Linked DNA regions of Rattus norvegicus: region 1 is linked to region 2. A link is a contact called in public Hi-C data. All regions are on one chromosome and are shown on one strand. Each heading gives the region's core, a stretch centred on a gene start, on an enhancer-like site or on the middle of the called end of the contact. The rest is flanking DNA. Distances are from core to core; before and after follow the strand shown.

The links. A called contact is a pair of places that touch in the nucleus more often than the background predicts.
Region 1: a contact with region 2 is called in a Hi-C map of hepatocytes, with 2.2 times the contacts expected there. The contact joins two enhancer-like sites. A contact is called at or near these places in 2 of 12 Hi-C or Micro-C datasets (hepatocytes and psoas muscle).

Annotation. Positions count from the first base shown.
Region 1 is chr18:57,221,760-57,227,296 of GRCr8, reverse strand. It overlaps a transcript of Arhgef37 not described here. Among named protein-coding and RNA genes, the nearest start is that of Arhgef37, 47 kb to the left of the region's middle. Within about 2 kb of position 2,411, at least 7 of the 93 cell types and tissues checked have an H3K27ac peak or open chromatin away from gene starts, as enhancers often do.
Region 2 is chr18:57,057,233-57,063,287 of GRCr8, reverse strand. All of the region lies in intron 1 of Ppargc1b (PPARG coactivator 1 beta), which reads left to right. Among named protein-coding and RNA genes, the nearest start is that of Mir3557, 69 kb to the left of the region's middle. Within about 2 kb of position 3,752, at least 5 of the 93 cell types and tissues checked have an H3K27ac peak or open chromatin away from gene starts, as enhancers often do.

The sequences.
Region 1 (5,537 bases), core at 1,162-3,661, 170 kb before region 2:
AGTGTCCTGCAGCTTTTTGCCCCTGCAGGGCTCAGTGCCATTGGCCCCATAGAAGATGTTTGCACCAGGCCTAGACAAGGAGGGGATTCGAGAGTGCTGAGGTGGTTGTGGGAGGCTCACTGAAAGAGCTGAGTGTAGATTCAGGACCTCGTAGAGGAGCAGGATTAGGAAAAGCAAAAGAGAGAGAGGAAGCTTGGCCTCAGGAAACCCAGTCCAGAACAGTGCGTACGCACAAACTCAGAGACTTTGACAGTGTGCACAAGACCTAGACATGCTCAAGCCAGACAGAATCCCAGCACGGAGGAGGGGAAGTGGGCACAGAGTCCATCCCTAGCCAAGAAGTGAGTGGAAACTGCTGAAGATAGAGGGAAAACCCAGATTTCTCCGATAGATACTGGACACAATCAGTCATACTTCAGGGCAGGCCCTGCTCAGAAATAGTTGGCTGAGACAAATCAGTCTCTTTGTTGGTTGGTATTTTGTTTTCCTTAATTTTTCTTTAATTTTTAAGACAAGACCTTACTATATTGTTCTGGCTGGCTTGGGCCTCACTGTGTAAACCAGGCTGGTCAAATCTGCCTGCCCCTGCCTCTGCCTCCTGAGTGCTGGGGTTAAAGGTATGCACCACCATGACTGGCTTTTTTTTCTTTTTTTTTGAAACTAGATAGTCTCTATTAGTCCTGGAGTTTGCTATGTAGACCAGGCTGGCCTTGAACTCAAGGCGTACTGGGATTAAAGGCTTGTGCCACCATGTCCAGACCTGTGCTTTTATTTTTTTAAACAGTACTGGAGATTGAACTAAGGGCTTTTTGTGTGCTAAGCAAGCACTTTACCAGTCAGCTTTATCCCCAGCCCACACATCTGTTTTCTTCTTTTCTCCCTCCCTCCCTCCCTCCCTCCCTCCTTCCCTCCTCCCTCCCTGCCTTCCTCCCTGCCTCCCTCTCTCCCTTTCCCCCTCCTTCCTTCCTTTTGGTTAAGAATCAAATGAGGATCTGGAAAGGTGGCTCAGAAGTTAAGGACACTTGTTTTTGCATAGAACCTGAGTTTGATTGCCAGCACCCACATGCCGGCTTACAACTGTCTGTAACTCTAGTTCCAGGAAATATGACACCCCCTGTTAACTGCCGAGGGCACCAGGCGAGTGGTACACAGACATACCCAGACAAGACACTCACTCACATGGAATAAGATGGAAATTATGTGTGAATTGTGACCACCAGGGGGCAGCAGGACACTTCCACTCAGCCATGAAATATTTGAGGAAGCAAACTGAAATGCCTATGACTCTGGCTGGGCCAGAGAGGCAGAGAGAAAGCCTGGGAGGAAGGGGGACATTAAGTAAGGTTATGGTTCTCAACCTGTGGGTCACTGATTCACAGGGGTTGTCTAAGACCATGGGAAAAGACAGATACTTAGATCACAATTCATAACAGTTATGAAGTAGCAATGAAAAATACTTTAATGGTTGGGGGCAGGGGTCACGACCACATGAGGAACTGTATGGAAGGGTCACAGAGTTGAAAGGCTGAGAACCACCACACTGTGGGCTGCATTTGGATTGGAGTCTGTATACCACATCTTAAGGGCTGCAGCTTCCTGGCTCCCAGCCAACTGCTGCCACATCAGAGTGACTGACACGGGTGGTATCAGACTGGTTGACTCTTCACGAGAAGCCAGAAGCCAGAGGTTTTGCTTGACTTTTATTAGGGTCTCTCGTTTTGGTTTGGTTGTAATCCAGGCTGGCCCACACTTCTCCCTCCTCAGCCCCTGCAGTACTGGGATTCCAGGCATGTGCCACCATGCCCAGCTCTGTCCCTTTTTCCTATGGAAATCTTCATGTGGTCGACAACAGGCCCACCTTTGCTCCTCCTGCTGGAGAATCTTCTCCGAAGAAGTAGTTTCGTGTCTCGACTTCATCGGACATTGATTTCTCTCCCTTGGATCTTTGGGGAAGTGTGGTTTCCCTTAGGGTCATTCCTCTAAGGATTATCACTGATGCTGAGTTTCCGTTAACTCCTTGCTTCTGTCTTACCAGTGAGGACTGTGGAGAAGTACTCACCAAGATTCTCTGAGGGAGAATACTGGTAAATCCCCTGGCCCAGCTCCTCTATGCTCCATGACATAATTGTTATTGTTATGGGAGCTTAGGGAGAGAGGCAGGGAATTTGGAAGGGTTTCAGGGTCTGTCTGCCTCCCTGTACGTGACATGGTAAGGATATCTGGCCACACCCCTGTGTAGAAGCCCTTATCTCTGTGCCTGTCCTGGGTCCTCAGGGATACGAATCTCCATGGAACCTGAGTAGGGCCTGAACTCTCCACAGTGGCTGCAGGCTGGGGCTACCCCCTACTCCCAGGCGGCTCAGGCAGAGAGCGCAGAATCTGCAGTCAAGCTTGCTGGGCAGCCTGCTGCTGTCTTCCTTGTTTGCTGCCCTGGCAGATGTGTACTGTAGGAAACATTTCCAAGGTTCCTTTGTCCTCTGTGCAGCTGGTTGATTGGATTCATGGGAAGCCCTGGCCAGGGGGAGGAGCCAAGGTATCCCCCTCCCCCGTTTCTCTACTTATCTGCTATAGGGTGGTCTTTTCTGCAGTCCCACCTCTGGTCCCTAGTGCTCAACAGACCGGGGGATGCTTCTAGTGTTGGGTGGCTCTAGATCCTCCAGTACCAGGGGACTCCTCGTCTTCAGTCCAAGTATTCAAATGTCATGTGCTTGCTGATCTCTGCAGTATGTCTTTCCCCTGTAAGATCCACTGCCTATGTTAAGTTCCTCCTGACCGAAAGGCACAATAGAGTGGTTTCTGGTTTCCGCTTAGACTGATATACCACAGGAACTCAGGTCGAAGGCAAGGCTGGGGCTTCAGCTACTTGGGTCTCTCAGTTAGTCCATCTTAGGAGGGACGCTGGGGACCTTTGCCAGCTCCAGTGCCAAGGGAGCATCACCCCTCTTTACCTGGAGTTACTGAAGTGTCTTCAGCCACAGAGAGCTGAGTAATGGCTGAAGGAATCTGCTGACCTGGTCTCATCTTGGCCAGCTGAGGCTATTACAGCAGGGCCCAGAGCAGACACTAATGAGAAGACCCAAGGGCCATGGTGACAAGCCAGAACTGTGGGTGAAGCCGAGCTCTGAAGGAAGGGAACAGGAGAGACGTGATTCTGGAGCAATAGTGTCTCAGGAGAGGCAGTGAGCCCCAGGTCTGAGAGAAAGGAATTGAGGCAGGTTTCTGGTTGGAGAAGAGGTAGCCTGTCTCGGATCTGGGGTCTCTGGCTCCTGAGCCCATCCGTGGAGTGTCAGAACAGACCAGCATGTCAGTAACCATACTTGAAGCATTTCCTCTCTGCTTACAGAGCTGCGGGGAGGTGACATGAAGGAATCCAGTTTATGTGATAAATCCAGGTACTATCACATAGAAAGCTCTGAAGAGCAGCGATCTTAACAAAACAGAACAAGACAAAACAACAAACAATTAAACAACCCTCGGCAGCAACCATGGCAGCCAGCCACAGTGGAGTTCATTCTCCGTAGGATCCCCAAGAAACAAGCATTGGGATGGAGCCCTGGGACTCTCCCGTGAGGCAGGGCCAAGCCCAGAGGTACAGATCTACTTGCCAGAGCTAGAAGGGTTGGGTCAGGAGAAAGCAGGGAGACTGGGAGGACACTGTGACCCTCGGGCACCCTCCCTGGGGACGGGGAGCAGCAGGTGTCCAACAGGCATAGCTGCAATGGGACACTCGGGGACAAGCATCCTGCGGTGTCCAAACAGGACAGAGGTCAAAATCAGGTTATAGCATGGGCAGCAAGACTCCAGGCTTTGGGCCACAGTTCAAATACAAGGCTATGTGGGACTGGGGCAACTTAGGGACACTGCCATAATGTTGGGATTGAGTATTGAGAATGGGATACAAGGCTGAGTCCTGCTATTGGTGCAAGGGACTTTGTACTGGGCCCTGGAGACCAGCCTGGAGCTGCCCTCAAACCCTTGCATTTGGGGACAGGCTGGTTTTCAGAGTCAAGTGAGCTGACTAGGGGAAAGGCTATAGAAACCAGATTTTTTTTTCTATGCAAGATACTTGTGTTCAAATCTTGACCCACAGTTGTGGGCTGAGTAACCTCTTTGAAACGAGTTACTTAATCTCTTTTTAAAAACCTCACTTTCCTCTTCGTGGGTAAGTCATGGGGTTGCTGAGGTGTTGAAACAACACAGCCTAGTGACACTGGACAGCGTGTCTTCTATGCACAGGGTTTAATACAGATTTGATCCTGGGCGTCCAGGCCTCTTCAGCTTCCCCTCGAAGCTTCCTAGGCTCAGGGCCCTGCACTGTACTTCTAACTAACCTGGGCACCTTCAGCCTTCCTCCTGATGCCCTGTTCCAGACCCCTTACTCGGAAATGCCCCAGCACTGCATGAGCGCTTTCAAAACTGAAAGCAGGTAGAAGTCTCCAGAGGCCAAAGGTCGTTCCCCTGGGAAGTAAGTGTGCCCTGTCCTCAAATGCTCTGTGATTCTCGTCAGCCATCTTGGATTGTTTCTACATTTGAGGGGCTCCCTCAGGCTGCTGACTGTGCAGTTGAAGACAATTTTGCTGTTAAGGAAGACACTGTGGAAGATGATGCTATAGAAAGAGGGAGTCTTTCCTCCTACTTTTTTTGGCTCTGGTTCATTTTTTTTTCAAATTTCTTAATGTTTGTGTTTCACTTTTTAAAATCTTGCCCCTCACATACTCCTTGCCCCGTCTCCTAGGCTAGAGATCCCAAGGTGTGACACATCCCTTCAGGGCCATGTGCCCACCCCCGACCCCATCTTCATGAAAACCACAGTGAAAAATCACTGTATCTGGATTTATCTGGATAGTTCATATCATAAAGATATGTTCCTTAACGTACTGAAATATGCCTCTAGTGCGTCTTTACTAAAGTTGAGTACTGAATTATAATCCTTTCACTTTCTCTGCCCAGAGGGTGCTATACTTCTTTAGTCCTCTGAAAGTTACCACATTTAGAAATGCCTCTCCCATGCCAGGACGCCTAGGCTGCATGGTCTTCTCCTCAGGAAATTGGCCATGTTGATGTTGACACCCTCCTGATTCTTCCCCGTCTCAGATCTCTGTACTCAATCCTTCAGTGGGTCCTTACGGCTTCAAAACCTCAGAGGCATTCCGTATCCCTTCCACCGGCTCCCTCTCCACTCCTTTCCCCAACATCTCCTGCCCGGGCGTCTGTTGTAGTGGCCTCCAGATGCCCTCATCCGTCACCTACAACCCAATCTTTGGAGTCACTACTTTTTTTTATTTCTTTTTTTTTTTTTAAAGTGAATTAGAGACTGCTTCTCCTCTGTTTAAAAGAACAAAATCCAAATGCTTTTCTCTGAACCAAAAGGCTGTCCATGGGAGGGTCCTCCTACTCCATGTGCATGGCGGGCCCCGCCCACAGCACCACCCCACTGTACCATTCTCTTCTTGCTCACCCGTATGTGGCCTTCGTCACTCTAAGTCCAGTTCTGACCCAGGACCCTTGCACTGACTATCCCTTTCCCTCACACACAT
Region 2 (6,055 bases), core at 2,503-5,002:
CTGAGTTGTTCTCTGACCTCCACACATGTGCTGTGGCACATGGGCCTGCAGGATGCACACATACAATAATAATAAATAAAAACATATACATATATGACTGTAGACGTGTAGAGGTAGCGCAGTGGTAGGGCATTTTTTAGAAACCTGGGTTGAATGGAGAGAGAGGGAGATGGATGGATGGATGGATGGATGGATGGATGGATGGATGGATGGATGGCAGGCAAGATAGATAATAGATGTATATGCATGCATATATACAGACAGACAGACAGATGATAGATAGATAGATAGATAGATAGATAGATAGATAGATAGATAGATAGATAGGAAGGGAAGGAGAGGGAGAGGAATAGACAGAGACAGAACAAGAGAACATGAATTCCTGTTGGCTAGGCGTGTTATCGCACATGTATCATGTCAGCCTTCGAGACGCTGAGGCAGGAGACCAAGAGTCTGAATCCAATCTGGGTACATATTAAGAACCTATTTGAAAAAAAAAAAAAAAAACAAGCCCCAAACTGAATGGTGTTTATTCCCCTCGTTAGTCCTTTTGCTACTTTAAGAAGAATTTAATAGCATTTCCTATGGAGAACACTTTATAGCTTTTCCAAACACTTTTCCACCCAAAACACTTCAGCAAACAGACTAGGACACTTCCATAGCCAGTGACGACTTAGAGGTCCCTTTGCAGAGAGATCGAAATGCACGTCCCAAGTCTCTGCTCAGGCCACGGCCTGGGATGTAATTCCACATTAGTCTCCTGCACATATAGTAAGTCCTTCATTGCGCCTTGCCAAGTCAGGGCCGCGTTAGGCCAAGAAGGCGCTTGGCTCCTGTGCAAACAATTCAGCAATCAAAGTAAGCTGTACTCCCATCCATTGTTTTTAAAATGCTATAAATGTAAAGATACCAATTTTAGAAATACAGACAGGAGCTCCAGGATGGTTTCCCCAGGCCTGAGGCAGAGGGATAACTCAGTAGTCCCCACTCTACCACACGTGAGTTCTGGCATTTGTTAGTCATGGTGGATCTATTGTCTCTTCTCCCTCCTCCTCCCCCACCCCCTTCTTGATGTACTTCTTATACTGCCTGGCTTTTTGATGCCTACGTCACCCTCTTCTCAGCTATGGCTCTGACTTCCAATTCCTGTCCATTGCTGTGGCAGACCCCGCCCCCCCTCCCGCCCCCCAGTCGCCAGGCCTCTCAGGGCCTTTCAGCCACTCCTGAGCATTAGAAGAGCAGCCCTGAGTGGCATTTGATCCTAGTGGTTTATTTTTGGCCCTGCTCTTCAGCAGCTGATAAATGTAGAGCTGGGCAGAGGTGATGTGCCGGAATGGTGAGTGCTGACATCAGCTGGCGTGTGTGTTCACACGGCTTCATTCTCGACCTCACGGAGGGGCCTCGAACCAGGCACGGAAAGGAGCACAGAGCAGTTCGGTCCCCACGGGGTTGACAGAGGTGGAATTATTATGGGATCACTGAGGTTGTAAGAGCAATCCGGCTGGGTTTGGGGGTCGTCTGGGAAAAAATATTAACACGTCCGTCCTCTCTGGCGCTTGCTTGTTGCCCTTCACGGTTTACAGGGCTCTTGTTTCGCTTGTTACATACATCTTCATTGAACACCTACTACACGCCAGACATCATGCGGTGCGTTGAGGGGGTGGGGTTGGGGGTGGGGGCATGGCGGGGACAAAGCAGGACAAGGCCATGCAGTCAGGGAACTCCTAATTAAGGAATAGATACATTTAAAATAGGGGAAAGTTCAGAAAGTGGGGGTGGTGGTGGTGGTGGTGGTGGTGGTTGTGGTGGTGATAGTGGTTGTACAACCATGTGGATATGGTTAATGCCACTAAACTGTAGGCTTGAACGTAGCTCAAATTATTCCAGGAAAATGAAGTGCTCTCTGAGAGAATCTCAGCAGGACGTTGGCAAAGCCAGAGGTGGGGTGGTCTGCTTCTGTGGGTTGCAGACCACAAAAGGGTGGTAGCCACTGGCAGGTGAAGTGTCCCAGTTCGGAGGGTCCCAGGTAGGGACCCACATGCTCCTCCCCACTGCGTGTGGGGGTCTCCGGAGATGTCTGGAGGCGCAGTGGCTGCCTGTGAATAGCAACGCTCAGCCAGCTCTGCCTCTGGTGCCTCCGATGTGTGTGCACGCATCACTTGGCAGTTGAGCCAGTGTCTTCCCTGCCACTCTCGTGGGAATTCAAGAGGCCCTTGAGTTCAAGTGCATACAGTCAACAGCAAGGACAGGCAAACGCAAAGCGCCTAGTGGCCCAAGTCACCGGCATTCACTAACCTTTTATTGTTTAAAAACAAACACAGCCTTCTGGGGCCTGGACATCAGCGTGCCTGCTGAGAGGTACTAATGGCGTGGTCGGGAATCCATGCTGCTGTGGGTAGAGAGGAGAGCACCCTCCCAGACCCTGGTGCCAGACACAGGGAATCTGGCCTCCAAAGGCCTGCACCAGGCCCTGCAAGAGCTCCCAACCCCCTTCCCTCCCAGGTAATCCCATCCTGCCTGGTCACCTGAGCTCACAGATCTCAGAGGGATAAGAGGCTGACTGCTTGGAGGCCACAGGGAACGGGGAAGGTGGTGACTAAGCAGGATAGCACCTGCCCTGTGGACCTCTGTTCTCTTTCCCTTCCTTTTCCTGGCAGGCAGGAATCTGACCCAGAATTTGGGGACAGGGACCAAACTTTGAGGAAGTGACCTGTCATTTTGAAAAGAGCTCGAACAGGGGATACAGGGAGATCCTAGTTGTGTGATCCTGCTAGGAACTGGCAGTGTGGATCTAGAGTGACTCCCTTCCTGTTCCCTTTCTATTTGCCTCAACTTTATCACCTACAATATAAGAGGTTTGTTTGGGCAAGTGTGGCACGGGACCATTCCAGCACCCCACCCCTTATGGTGTTCCTCAACTGATACGAGGCTGTTTCCAGCACAGCGGAGGTGGAACAGGTATACATCAGTCATCTCTTATCTGGCAGCAGAGAGAGGGGCTGTGCGGGGGATGGGAATTCCTAGGAAGAGGTCAGATAAGTTATGGAAATGCTGTACCTACCTACCGCCTTAACAAAGTCATGTGTTCTGTGCTTTCACCTTGCTTCTGGGTAGAGGACTATGGTACCAAATTGATAATCCCAGTCAGTCCAGCACAGTCCCCACCCCAGAGCCAGAGAACCCCAATGTCTTGCTTGGGGAGCCACACAGTTGGATCAAGATGCTTTCTGGGCACCCAGTACAGAGTCCACTGTCTCCTCATCTTTGATTCGGATCTCCCCATCAATGTGTCTCGTCTTTGATCCAATCTCATCCATATCACATTTGACAGCAGCTTGGTTTCTCAGTAACTCGAGCTTCTTGGCTTCTTCCACAACCTGCAGCTTAGTTCTCGTGGAGCTCCCGTCCTTTCTTCCAACATGTTCTAGTTAAGAACCATTTCATTTTTTGTAAGGCTAGAAACAATTGGGTTCGGGGGAAGCAGGGCCTAGCAGAGCACAGGCCCTGGGGAAGCAGGTTGGGTGGGTAGGACAGAACCACACCAGCTAACCTGGTTGGCTGGTCAGCTGGAGACTGGGTATCGCTGTACCATAGGTCTGGTAGGATTAGGTTTGCCTAATTAGGTTGCCATAGCCTACAGAAATACTGGCATGCAAAACATTCTGAGTGGGGCTGGGCTGGGATATAGAGGTTGCTGTCCAGGATGGTTCTGATGCCCTGTCCCTGAAGCAGAGCTGTTGTCCCAAGCACACTGTACCTTGGCTCCTTTACAGCTGACAGGGAGAAGCTCGTGACCAGTTAGTTCTGAGTACCTGACCCTGCCTTGCTCTCTGAGCTGGAGAATCCATTCTTATCAGACTTTCTCTTAGGGTCTTTGACCACTTGCTTGGTTAGAGCTTGGAACCTGACTATAAAGGGCTGAACATCATGTTGTGTTCAGCTGGCCCAAGGCCAGTGCTTAGGCCCTTCCTTCTTTCCTTGCATTTGCCCTTGTGCACGCGTGCGTGTGTGTGTGTGTGTGTGTGTGTGTGTGTGTGTGTGTGTGTGTGTGTGCGCGCGCGTGTGGTTTCTGATGACGCTGTATTTGGTGATGGGAGGGGTACAAAGCCTGTCTACCCTTCTTACTATTCTTCTAGACTTCTTTCAGAGTTTTGTATTAATTTGGAAGACAAGAAGAAGATTGGATTTTTTTTTTTTTTATGTAAGAGAGATGAATTGGCTATCACTTTGTCATTGATAGGTGATACAAACTCCATGCAGTTTAGAAGGGTACAGCTGAGCCCAGGGAGTCACTGCCCTCAGGCCCACCTGGATACAGTGCGTGAATTACCTTGCTGGAATCTGATTCTCCAGGTTGGCTCGGCATTGCCCTAGCTTGCTGCTGTCTAGGCTGCTGTTCGAGGCACTCGAGAAGATGGCTGCCAGGGTGTCTAGAATAGCTGAGCCCTCTTAATCAGACGCATCACAAAACCTGAATCCAATCTTGCACCCTGGGCCGGACTTACTTACCTGGTTTTAGGGGAGGGTTAAGTTCCCAAAGATAATCAGTAGACTTTTCCCACAGGGAGGGAATCAGTGAGATGCAGACCAAACAAGGAATGTCAGAGAAGAAGGAAATGGCTTTTGTGGGGACCTTGTATGTATTTCCTTCCCTCCTTTCCCAGAAAGGCAGGGAGGCTCAGGGTCATGGTCTAGACTAGGCCATTTGTAATGGGTTAGTAATAGCTGCTGCGGCTTCCTGTTCTAAGAACACTAACCTTGCTCACAAGAGCTCTATTCTGTGACCCAGTCAGCCCCCAAATACCCCACCTTTTCACTTGGAGAGTAGGATTTCAACACATGAATGTGTGGGGTCATATTCAGTCTGCAGCGACCTGGGGTACTCACCAGGTGCTGGCATATGGGAAGCACTCAGCCTCTCTCCTTATTTTGCTAAGAGGCCCGGAAGGTAGGACTCTCCTTACCATCAGTATCTGTCTGTAAAAGCAAAGCCAAGGGGACTGTCTTGATCTCAGAGGAGGAGTCAGCGGCAGGGCCTAGGCCCGCCTGCTGCCCACCTTTGCTTGGCTGATTCCCTTCTCAGTACATCTCCCTTTTGTACTTGCATTCCACTCTGGAAGTTCATTCATTAATTCACTCGCTGATGTGTTCATTTGATTAGATGCCGAGTTCAGCCTCAATGTTACCCCAAAGCTTGCATGGTTCTGAGATACTTGATAAAGTCAAGAACTATATGAAAGATTTGGGTAAGAGGGGCCCTGTGCTCTCTGTCTGTCCAGTTTCAAGTTCTGAGAATCCCCTGAAAGTCCAAAGGTGTGTACAGCATAGGTCCAAAACCCCAACTGTCCCCGCAGCTACCTGCCATCCCCCCTCCTCCCTTCCACTCAGGAATTCTGAGAATTTGCTCTGGGCCGTGGAGGAAGCTAGGAGATTTGCTGATTGCAGGCAGGAAAACTAGACTGAACATTTTTTCCCCCTCCTGAAGATGCATTCTTTCTGAAGCAGGGGATCGATTTCCAACAAGATACACAAGCTTCCAATGAAGCCACTTATGTGAGTCTGGAGTGAAGCGGTGCAAATCCTCTGCCAGGGTCATTTATCTCCCTGGCTTGAGGAAGCCACAACCCTTTCAGATGAGGGGTATGGAGTTGCCAGAGGAAGGGGCATAAAGGAACAGCAACTTGAGAAGCTGTGTGTAAGAAGCTGGGGGCATGGTGCAGTGTCGCCGCCTGTCCCTAGTCTGACCTTGCTCTCCCATGTGACCTGGGTCATTCCCACCCCCCACCCCCCCCCACCCCCGCTTCCTAAGCCACACTTCCCTTCTGACAATGGTAATGAACGAATGGTCTGTATTGTTCTCTCTCACACTCATCGACTGTAAAGGGGAGTAGCTCAGACTTTTTAGAGGAAAGACGGGTTTGACTCAGCCTCACCTCTCTGGGAGCCTGGGTGCTATTTGGAGATAAGGTTATTTACAGAAAAGGTCAAGTTCAGTTGAGGTCAATTAGGTGGGCTTTGGTATGGCGTGGCTAGCATCCTTATCAAAGAGGGGAAA